2 separate regions of the Hordeum vulgare genome follow, and region 2 is linked to region 1. A link is a contact called in public Hi-C data. All regions are on one chromosome and are shown on one strand. Each heading gives the region's core, a stretch centred on a gene start, on an enhancer-like site or on the middle of the called end of the contact. The rest is flanking DNA. Distances are from core to core; before and after follow the strand shown. Region 1 holds the start of LOC123413479 (1-phosphatidylinositol-3-phosphate 5-kinase FAB1A-like). Region 2 holds the start of LOC123407396 (ferredoxin, chloroplastic).

Region 1 (4,972 bases), core at 875-3,374:
AGCATTGCATTTTCTCGTCCGTCCCTAGGATTGGGGCTTTCCTCATGTTCCTCGCCAGTGGCTGGGAAACTTGACTGGCCCCACTTTATTCCATCACCATAATCATCATCGTCGTCGTCATAAGCAATGTTTCCGGCAACACTATCAGTCTCATCTCCCTTATCTGCTGCTTTAGGAGGTATCCAAATGCTATAATTTTCAAAACCTGGGAGGTCTGTATTGTTGATTTTGCCGTTGGTACTTTCAGCCCCATCAGAATCATCACCAGACCTACCCGAGCCGACAGAGGAGGCAGATGGATCGCTGCTGACGTCTTCATGTTTGTGCAGTGATGAAGTGTCGGAGAAGAAATTGTCGTCTGTGTACAGATTATTGCTACTAGACTTAGAAGGATTCCTGGTCCGATTCTGTCCCAGATGATCAGCATCATGCAGGCGGTGAGGGGTAAGATTACCATCTAAAACCTCTGATACAACCTCCCTGTCATTACCAAAAGAACATGACTGGTTCAGAACGGAATTTAAAAAGCACCCAGACGCAGACACACAAAATACCTGGCAAGACAGTTCCCTTGCCTCAAGGGCATTTCTCTACCAAACTAGGTTATCCAGGTTAAATATCTACGAGCTTAGCTGGCTGGAGAAATGAACAAAGATATCTTCCTTGAGCATGACCCCCCAAACACAGGTGTCAGGTTCTTGTCGGCGATATTGACCAACCTTTCAGGCGTACAAAACGAGAAACAGAAAAATTGAAGTGTCTCGATGCTGAACAAAAGACTCTGGTGAATTAATGGCTAAGCAAGGTTGGTCGCGTGCATATTCGGACGGGGCGAGAATTCTCTTCCACTATTATCTAAAACAAGGCTAAGCAAGTGTGGTACACTGCATACGCCTAAATAAGTGTCTGAGGCTGCAGCTGGCCTTGTTCAGACATAATAACGTAATGAGCAGGTGTATCTGAGGTTACACAGTTGGCAGTGTTCAGGCAGAGCTCCCGCTGAGCATCTGAACATGTGCATAGTATGAACGGTATACTATTCAGACCAATGGAGTCGTGGGAATGAAGCACTACCTTCGTGGATTCATGTCCGGGCACATGTCCACCGACGAGGGGGGCCGTCACATGCCCTGGCTCCTCCTCCTCCTCTTCCTGCTCCTGACGCCTCAGATCTCTGGGTGTGTATGGCCTTGACCTGACCAGTTCAGCATGGAAGGAAGGAAGCAATCAGTCCATTATATTAATTGAAGACAAGAAATCACAACTACTCGGTCAATTCAAAAATCGAAACCCACCAACCGACAGGGAAACAGAAATTAAAAGCAATCTCAACTCCCAAGGCAAACGAAAAATTGAGCCCAGAAACGAAACGCGTCCGTCCACCGGTGCTCACGATGAGGACGCCGGAATCGAGCGGCGCTTGATTCGGATCGCGCGAAATGGAAACCGAACCGCGCAGTCGACGCCGAAGCGGGCGGGGAAACTGAAGCCGGATCCTATACTACTACTACTTGCACTATCAAATCAAATCAAAAGGGGAAGAAAAGGTAGAGAAGGATGAGGATAGTAGTAGTAGTACTCCCAGGTAGTAGTAGTTGGAATCGAAGCAATTGCGGCGATCAATCCAAAGGCCGGCCACGGCCACGGCCAGGCTGTCTCCCCTATGATGGCGCAACAAACCCCACACAGGAAGAGGAAGGAAAATAAAAAAGGGCAGATATTGAAGAAGGAAGTATCCAAGCGCGTGGGTCCAGGTCAGCAACGGCCCCGGGTCAGGCGCCGCGACAGAAACATCCCAATCCCCAATTCAAAGTTTGAAACCCGTCCCTTCCTCCTCCTGCACCCATAGGCCATGCCCACGACCTACCTACTGCTACGTAGGTACGCACGCACGCACGTACGTACGGTATGTGGTATGTATGTTCTTCCAAGTTCGTCCGACCCCCACCCGATGAGCAACGAAGACGACGACAACAACCGAGAAATGACCGGAAAATCGCAAGAGAAGGGGACAAGGGGAGGGGAGTGGACCTCCGCCTTACCGCGCGCGCGGGGGAGCTCCGCGGCGACGTTCAGCTCGTCGGCGTCGGGGCGGCCTCGCGGGCCGACGGATGTATTGGCGAGCAGGAGTTGGTCCGGTGGCCTGCGCGCGTGCGCGTGGAAGAATAGAGCGGAGAGGAGATGCGGTCGCGAACGGCGGGCGAACGAGGATGGAAAGGCGACGACACGAGGGGAGAAGAAAAAGAGCAGGGGGGAGGAGAAGGAGGGAGCGGGCGCAGCGCACGAAAGAAATACTTGTCCTCCACCTCGCGCTGGACCCCACGCCACCTGCACGGCTCGTATATTAATCTTGTTTCTGTTGAGTAAATAGGCAATTTTCCGAGTAGATTAATCCACAAAATAATAACTAGCATGGCATTGACTAGACTAATGACATACTGATGTTGAGCTAACCTAGCACATACTACGCATATAGTGGATACATCTATGCAAACAAGTAGTACTGCTAGAATAAATACGAACAAGAGGATAAACGAGTCATACCCTCCAATCGGCCAGTTGGCCGTAGCAGCAGCGGCGGCGGCGGCGGCAGAGGCAGTATCCTCTGCCGTCTTCTTTTCGGCTTCCTCGCGGAGACGATCAGCTTCGCTTGGTGAAGACATGGCGATGACGAGGGCGACGCGGACGTAGACGAAGCAGACGGACGGAGGCGAGCAGTCGCGTGATCGCTCCCCAAAAACCTAATCGCCCCTCTCCCGTACAGGAACCGGAGAGGCGAGGTTTCGGAGGCCTGCTCTCCCGTCGACCGTGTACGCGGTAAACGGGACGGAGTCGCCGGCGGCAGCAGCAGTTCAAGGAACGAACGCGTGAGGCAGATGTGATCTGATTTCGTGACGGCTAGGGTAGGCGATCGCGTGCTTATAAAGACGGCTGGGTGGAAGAGTCCGAGTCGGTAACGATCACGATCCGACGTCTCGGATCGTTTCCTTGTCCGTTACGTATTCTCCGTTCCTGACCGGCAAAAATAAGCGCGTAGGTATGGGCTCGGCTCATTCCCGCAACCCGCGGCGCGTCGTGACGAGGCGTGGCGTGGCGAGGCGGGCGGCGGAGGAGGAGTGCGCGAGGGCACCTTCTCTTCTCACTCTCCAATAGCATGTGGAAGAGAGACCCTTATAAAGGGGTCCAAACTCTCCTCCACTAGCGGGGTGGGACTAAACTCCCACCACCTTGCCATGCCACCACCTACATGGGCCCTTTAGATTTTTCTGAAATTCTCTAGTGGGCCTAAGGCCCACCTCCAAATTTCAACAGTTTCCGGACTTCTTCTACCTTCTTCCCCTTCAGCGGCAGAACGCACGATAAAGATATGTATAGGGAAAAATGGGCCTGACTGACATCTTAGTTCAGAGAATTAGTACTCCTATATACAGTATACTGTATTTTTTTCAGCGAAATTATTGTAATCTATGGTGCGTGGGGTATTTTGCAGTTTTTTTTTGGGGGGTTGCTGTGTTAATCTATTGTGGCACGCAACGCAGCAGATAGCGCCGACACGGTTTGGTTGGTTGGTCCTTGGTCACTAGCGGCCGTGACCTGACGACGACCGGGGCAACAAATGGAACAGCCTTCACACGGCAAATTCAACAGACTGTTTTTTTTTTCCTTATTTGCAAAAAAAAAAAAAAAAAAAAAAAACTACTACTTGAAGATAGGTATTATGTGTTTTTTTTCAACGGGAAGAACGGTTTGTTCATATTGTAATATTTCGCATCTCGTAAATACCTTCATGGTAACTCCCATTCGGTGGGATTGATGTGCATGTCTTTGGCATATGTTTGCAAAACCTTGCCATTGGGCTTATCCTACTTAACTTCTCATTTTTATAAGCAACAACGTTGGCGTTCGCCCTGGGCTCTTTCCTTTGTAGAAGAATTCAAATATCCACTAGTCTTTTTCTTTTTCATAAAGAACAAGCAAGAGCTTTGCATGTTATTATTCAGCTGACAAATGTCCATTGTGCCAAGTCATGATTTTATCGTTTAATCCAATCAAGTTGAAACGGATACGTTTAGTTTTGTAATTGTAAGTGTTGGTAACGGGTAAGTCATGAATACATATGTCTTGTCAAGCGAGAAAAATACGGCATCCCTCGTGGGTTGTCGCGGCCACGACAACTATAGGATTTGTGTGACTTTACCATTACCTTGTCCTTCACTGCCTCCTCCCTTGTTGCTATTGTTGGCGGCTTCTCGGATAGCACGCAGCGGCGTGGGGCTCCTCACCCCATCTTCTTATGGTGATTGTGGTGGCATGTATTCCACGACATACCTTAACAACATCTTGAATCCTGATTTTGGGATAACTTTGTGTGGAAAGGAATAATGGTCTTGGACTCGAGCAATCTTGCATTAGGGGGCTCAACTGCTTTTCGATGCGCTCCAAGGCGAGGGTAGTACATGTTGCGTGCGACACATGACTAGTTCGGATAATGATCAAGAGTCGGCGTGGCGGCATTGTGGTGACGCCGACTAGGCAAGTAGGCATGTGATTAGATCTCGTGGCTTTGGATTGTCTTGAAAGCCTAATTTCAAGGTAATTTTGCATGCGGTGGAGTACTGGTGTTTGACGGGAGCAGTCTAACACTAGTGAGGAAACATGTTTTCCGCTCTCCATAATAAGGATGATATACGTTTTGTGTTGCACATCACTAATCCAGATAATGATCAAGAGTCAGTGAACTGGCACCTACTAGGCAAGTAGTTATGGCATGCGCTTCGACCGCATGGCTTTAACAAACATCGACAAAATATAAGTAGGAGTAAGAATATATAACTTTATTGGTTTAGTCGAGTAATAATGGAGTCTAGCAACAACAACGATCGTGCACCATCACTTTCCTATAGATGTTCCCTTTGGATACCTTTTTAAGCCTTTGAATGATCAACCATTCACTATTGGTTTATGTCAAGAA
Region 2 (5,528 bases), core at 1,871-4,370, 200 kb after region 1:
AAGTGATTTTACTAGCAGAAATAGTAGATGAATCATGACTACCATAGCAATTATAAGACAAGCCAGTCGATTATACACAGAGTATGCAAGTAGCATATGAAGTGATGAGCAGGAACGAAACATATCTAGAAAAGAAACTATAACAAGAAGTTGTGGCAGGAACTCAAACAAGAAGAACACGAGAACATACTGAGTTGGAGCAGCAGCTATAGTGGGATTTGCGTTGACGTCGTCATTGGCCATGTTGCCGAAGAGGCTGTCGATGTCGGGGAAGAAGTCGTCATCCGGGAAGTAGTCGTCAGCGTTCGTGATGGAAAAGCCAGTAGTCGCATTGAGCGCTCCCCAAAAACCTTATCGCCCTTCTCCAGTACATGACTCAAAGAGACGGGGTTTCGGAGGCCTACTGTTCCGACCTGCGGTGCACGTCGCAAGCCGGGGCGGGGAAAAGCTAGCAGTAGCTCAGAGATTGGAACTCGTTGGCATGAGGAAGATGGTATTCTCGTGTGTCTCTCTGGAGAGGAGCGACCTGTCTTTTATAGGCCCATGAGAAGGAGGCAGGCACGCAACATCGGGAGGCGAAGCAAAAGAGATTGCAGTCAGGTTGATAATAGTCGAGTGACATTACTTCGTCGGTCCAAACTAAGGAATCTGTTATAAATGTTTTGAAATAGATATTGTTCTCTCTTTGATCAGGGATTGCTATATGAAAATAAGTGGAGTTTGAAAAAGGGAACGAAATGCTCAAACCGGAACTGCTAGAGGAACGAATTTTCAATAGCATAACTTGGGCTCCTAGAATATGGTGCCCTTGAGACAATCTATTTGATTGCAGGGTTTTGTTCTGAAGCAAAGATATCCGCAGAGGACGGTTCGTTCGTCCTATTCTGATATTCAGGACCAAGAGGTACTGCATTCTCTGGCTGAAATGCCAACGGAACTCTGTCTATTCTCTAATTCACCCGATCCGATAGTACCTGTTTTTGGAACGTCCAGTGCCAAAGTCATTGAATGGGTAAGTCACGAATCCAATCCCTTTGACAAATCGGATGTCATATTATATATCATATCCTATATATATATATAGAAATATCATAGATACCCCGTTTCGTGACGAGGCGAGACGGGCGGCGGAGGAGGAGGAGCGTGCGTGTATGTCTCTCTTGTTCTCATGCTCATACATGTGTGGAAACATCCTTTCTTATAAGGAGGTCCAACTCCTACCAAACTAGCAATGTGGGACTAAACTTTAGTCCCTCCTCTTGCCTTGCACGAGTGGGCTAAGTGGGCCTCTAGGATTTATTAGAAATTCTGAAAAAGGTCATTGGGCTGGCCCAAAATTATAAAATTCTAGCACATAATTGGGGGGGGGGGTATACCTCTGGGGCTCCCGATAGTCCGATGAGCAGGCTGCCGGACATGAGGCAGACAAAGGGATCCGCAGCGCTCGGCCATAGATTAGTGTAGGGTATCCATGTCGTTAGAATGGAGCTCCACGCGACCAGACGTGCACATAGTTTTACCTATTTTAGTTCAAATATGTCCAAAATGCAATGAATTTAGTCCGGTTTATATGAAATCCGTTGTGTTTGCATGAGTTTCATCTGCTTTGTTGGAAAAGTGTTTGAAATATACTTCCTCCGTTCCAAAATATAAGACCTTTTAGGAATTTCACTATAAGACTACACACGGAGCAAAATGAGTGAATCTATACTCTAAAATATGTCTATGTACATCCGTATGTAGTTTATAGTGCAATCTCTAAAAGGTCTTATATTTAGGAACGGAGGGAGTATGTGAGTAACGATGGATGACCGACAACACTCGAGAATATCATTTTTGGTGGTGCTCCTCAGGTGCCGAGTCATCACTTTCAAGGTGAAAACCTAAGGTCTAACTTTCGTTTTGTGCCTTATATTAGAGTATTTAACCAAAAACCACCATAATTCATGGAAACGTGCCTAGAAACTACTACTATACGTTTTTGTGCCGAAAGCTACCATTTTTATCCTAATCAGTGGCAAAAAACTACCAAGTGTGAATATTGCTCCATTAGCCTCTTTGAAATGCCTTTTATCCTAATCCGTTAACTACTCCATTAACCTACCTGGCGCAGCCCCGCCGCCGTCGCCATGGCCTCGCCCAAAGCGGCGGCCGCCCCGTGCCTCGCCGTCGGCAGGCCTCCTTGTCGCCGACCACGTCGCCGTCGGATCCCGGCGTCCTGCGAACCGCCCCACGCTGCCAGTCTCCATGCCCTCGCACCGAGCGGCGGCCGCCCCGCGCCTCGCGGCCGAAGGCCTCCCGTCGTGGACCCTGCCGTGGTTGGATCCCACCGCCTCGCCTCCCTGGCGCAGCCTCGTTGCCCCGTGAACCGCCCCGCGCCGTCCATCGCCATGGCCTCGCCTCGAGCGGTCGTCGCCAGCGTCTCGCCGTCACCAGATCCGGCAGGCGTCGCCCTGGTTCCGCCTCTCCCGGACCTCCCCGCCGCCCTGCTCATGCCGGAGTGCTGCGTGTAGATCGCGTCGTCTCCTCCAGATCCGGTCGCACCGCCGCCGTACTTCATCTTCTCCACCTCCGGTGAAGGCCGCCGCCGTCTCGATCTCTTTCTCCGGTGACGGCAAACTTAACGGTGCTGACTTTTCCGTCCTGACATGTGGGCCAACCCTGTCATAATGAGTTTAAACGAGCCAAATGAGGCGTTTTGCAGACTTGATTGTTTTTAGTCACAGATTAGCAAAAAAAAATTGATAGTTTTTGGCGCAAAAACGAATTGTGATAGTTCCTGGGCACGTTGGCGTGAATTGTAGTAGTTTTTGATTAAATACTCCTCATATTACCTTGATGAAGGTATTGTTTCGAGAGCTCGGTCTTTTTAAGGGAGAAAACCTAAGATCTTGGATCGGACGACGATGACGCTTGTGCACCGATTTTTTTTTAAAGGCATCATTTTTTAGGATGGTTTGAGTGTCGCTGCTGCTGAGAAGAGTTGTTCACTGTGACGAGTAGTTGAAAATGCTCTTACTATTACATTTTTCTTTCAAACACGTTACAGTTTACTCCCACCTCAAGTAGTTCCGAGCTACTGTACGTAGTAGCCACACACATGGAGCGACTCACTCACCTCCAACCAATTTAACTTTCGTGAATCTTTGATCGCTTTTCATTTGGCCCAGCTCGACGTCACGCGGATGTCCCCGATGGATCTCGCCGGCCACACGCCCCTCGACGACGACGAGATGAGCAGCGTGTGATCCTCGTCGCCCCGTCCATCCAACCGAAGATAAGACGCCCACTCCCTCCCCTCCACATGGCACCCACCCTCCAATCCCTTACTTATTCCCGCCCCCCTCACTCCTCCATCCCCTAGCTCCACCTCTCATCCGCTCCTCAGCCACACCTAGAGCATCTTAGCTCCAGCTAGCCACCAATGGCCGCCGCACTGAGCCTCCGCGCGCCCTTCTCCGTGCGCGCTGTGGCGCCACCGGCGCCCCGCGTGGCCCTTGCGCCCGCGGCCCTCAGCCTCGCCGCCGCCAAGCAGGTGCGGGGAGCCAGGCTCCGCGCGCAGGCGACGTACAAGGTGAAGCTGGTGACGCCCGAGGGCGAGGTGGAGCTGGAGGTCCCCGACGACGTCTACATCCTGGACCAGGCCGAGGAGGAGGGCATCGACCTGCCCTACTCCTGCCGCGCCGGCTCCTGCTCCTCCTGCGCCGGCAAGTTGGTGTCCGGCGAGATCGACCAGTCCGACCAGAGCTTCCTCGACGACGACCAGATGGAGGCAGGGTGGGTGCTCACCTGCCACGCCTACCCCAAGTCCGACATCGTCATCGAGACCCACAAGGAGGAGGAGCTCACCGCATAAGCTGCTTACCCTGCCTCTCTTTGCAACAAGATCGAGCTGATATCATATTATCTCCCATCATGCATGCATGCATGGATATCGCCAGATACACCGATTTGTTTGTGCTCGAATGAATTGCTCGATGCATGGTTTGCTCCAGTAATAATGTCTTCGAATTACTACCTTTTTGTACCGTAAGATATACTACTGTCGTAATACTAGCGTGTACTTAATTCAACGTACTGAAATGAATCCTGATGGCTGAGGTGTCTCTCTGATTAATAATATCTTCTTTTTTACTTAAGATAAGAGACTGCTGAATGTTGGTTGCTAACGGTGGTGGTTGATGTTGAAGTTTTGTTGCTGCAAGTTGATTGCTTCGCCGCGTTATGCCTTGCCTTGTTTCTCATTTATGTATTTTTGATGATGCATCGTCGCACTAGGTAGCTCTTGAATTGTGTTTGGGGGCACCTTGAAATTAATAAACAGTAAGGTAGGTCACAATGTCTTCAACCCCCTTTCTAGAAACCACTCTAACATCAAATAGAATATTACTCTATTGATTAGTACAGAGATGCTATATACACTTTGTCACAGTTTGTACAGAGATTGTAGGTGAATGCAATTGAATTAAACCATATGTGACATGCACCGTGAAGTCGAAACCTTGCAACATAGTGTCAGAAATAACAAATCGATGTCTTACTTCATTAGATGTGGAACCATCTACCCTCGTTGTTGATCATCATAATGGTTTTATAAACCCCCAACATGTTGTGTTTTAAAACGATTGTACCATGTTCTTGTTTCGACTGCCGGGGGGAGGGCTCGTGATGACCTACTCTTTCTCAAGTTATCATGTTAGTCACTTGGATGACTTAGGCCCTGTTTGGAACTATAATACTCCCTCCGTTCCATAATATAAGTCTTTTTAAAGATTCCACTAAAAAACTACATACAGATGTATATAAACATACTTTAGAGTGTAGATTCACACATTTTGCTCCGTATGTAGTCCACTAGTGAAATCGCTTAAAAGACTTATATTTAGGAACGGAGGGAGTAGATTATAATAATCTAGATTATGAAGATAGATTATATAATCTGGTTTATAAAAATAATCTAGATGGACATGTTTGGAGGCCGGATTATATAAACTGTAATCCAGATTTTACATTGCATAATGACCTGTCTGCCCTCTGTTTAAAAAAAAAAAAGGGTGGCGGTGGTAGGAATGTAATTATCTCCAACTTTACAAGGGTAATAGATCATTAGCAATCCATAATCTGATTTTAGCTGGTATAGACTAGATTATGAGTTTTTAATAATATATCCATCTAGTTTTTATAATCTACACCATAAGCTGTCCTGTTTGAAGACAAAATAGATTATAGAAACTGGATTATATAATCTGGATGGTTCCAAACAGGGCCTTAGATGGAGATAATGCACACCATTGAAAAAATTATACTTATAGATAGGGTCACTTTAGTGGCTGGAATAGTCTCGGACCTGTCACTCGTACTTCGGTCCAACAACGTACATGCCATTGCAATTTACTGAGCAGGGATTGCCGCCCGCCACTGATTTTCTAGTCCCACATTGGCCATGGGGAAACCTTTTCAGTGGCGGGCGGTCGGGTACAACCTACCACTGGCAGTGAAGTTGTCACTGGCAGGCACCGGTTTCCTCC

Evidence for each region. A called contact is a pair of places that touch in the nucleus more often than the background predicts.
Region 2: a Hi-C map of seedling shows a contact between it and region 1, with 5 times the contacts expected there. The contact joins the promoter of LOC123407396 here to the promoter of LOC123413479 in region 1. A contact is called at or near these places in 2 of 6 Hi-C or Micro-C datasets (leaf and seedling).

The regions. Positions count from the first base shown.
Region 1 is chr7H:441,245,856-441,250,827 of MorexV3_pseudomolecules_assembly, forward strand. LOC123413479 (1-phosphatidylinositol-3-phosphate 5-kinase FAB1A-like) reads right to left here and starts at 2,125. Exons shown (of 12, transcript XM_045106420.1): 1 at 2,043-2,125; 2 at 1,075-1,195; 3 at 1-480. The coding sequence starts at 1,100.
Region 2 is chr7H:441,448,023-441,453,550 of MorexV3_pseudomolecules_assembly, forward strand. It overlaps LOC123407396 (ferredoxin, chloroplastic), which reads left to right and starts at 3,121. Exons shown (of 1, transcript XM_045100521.1): 1 at 3,121-4,139. The coding sequence starts at 3,425. The coding sequence ends at 3,856.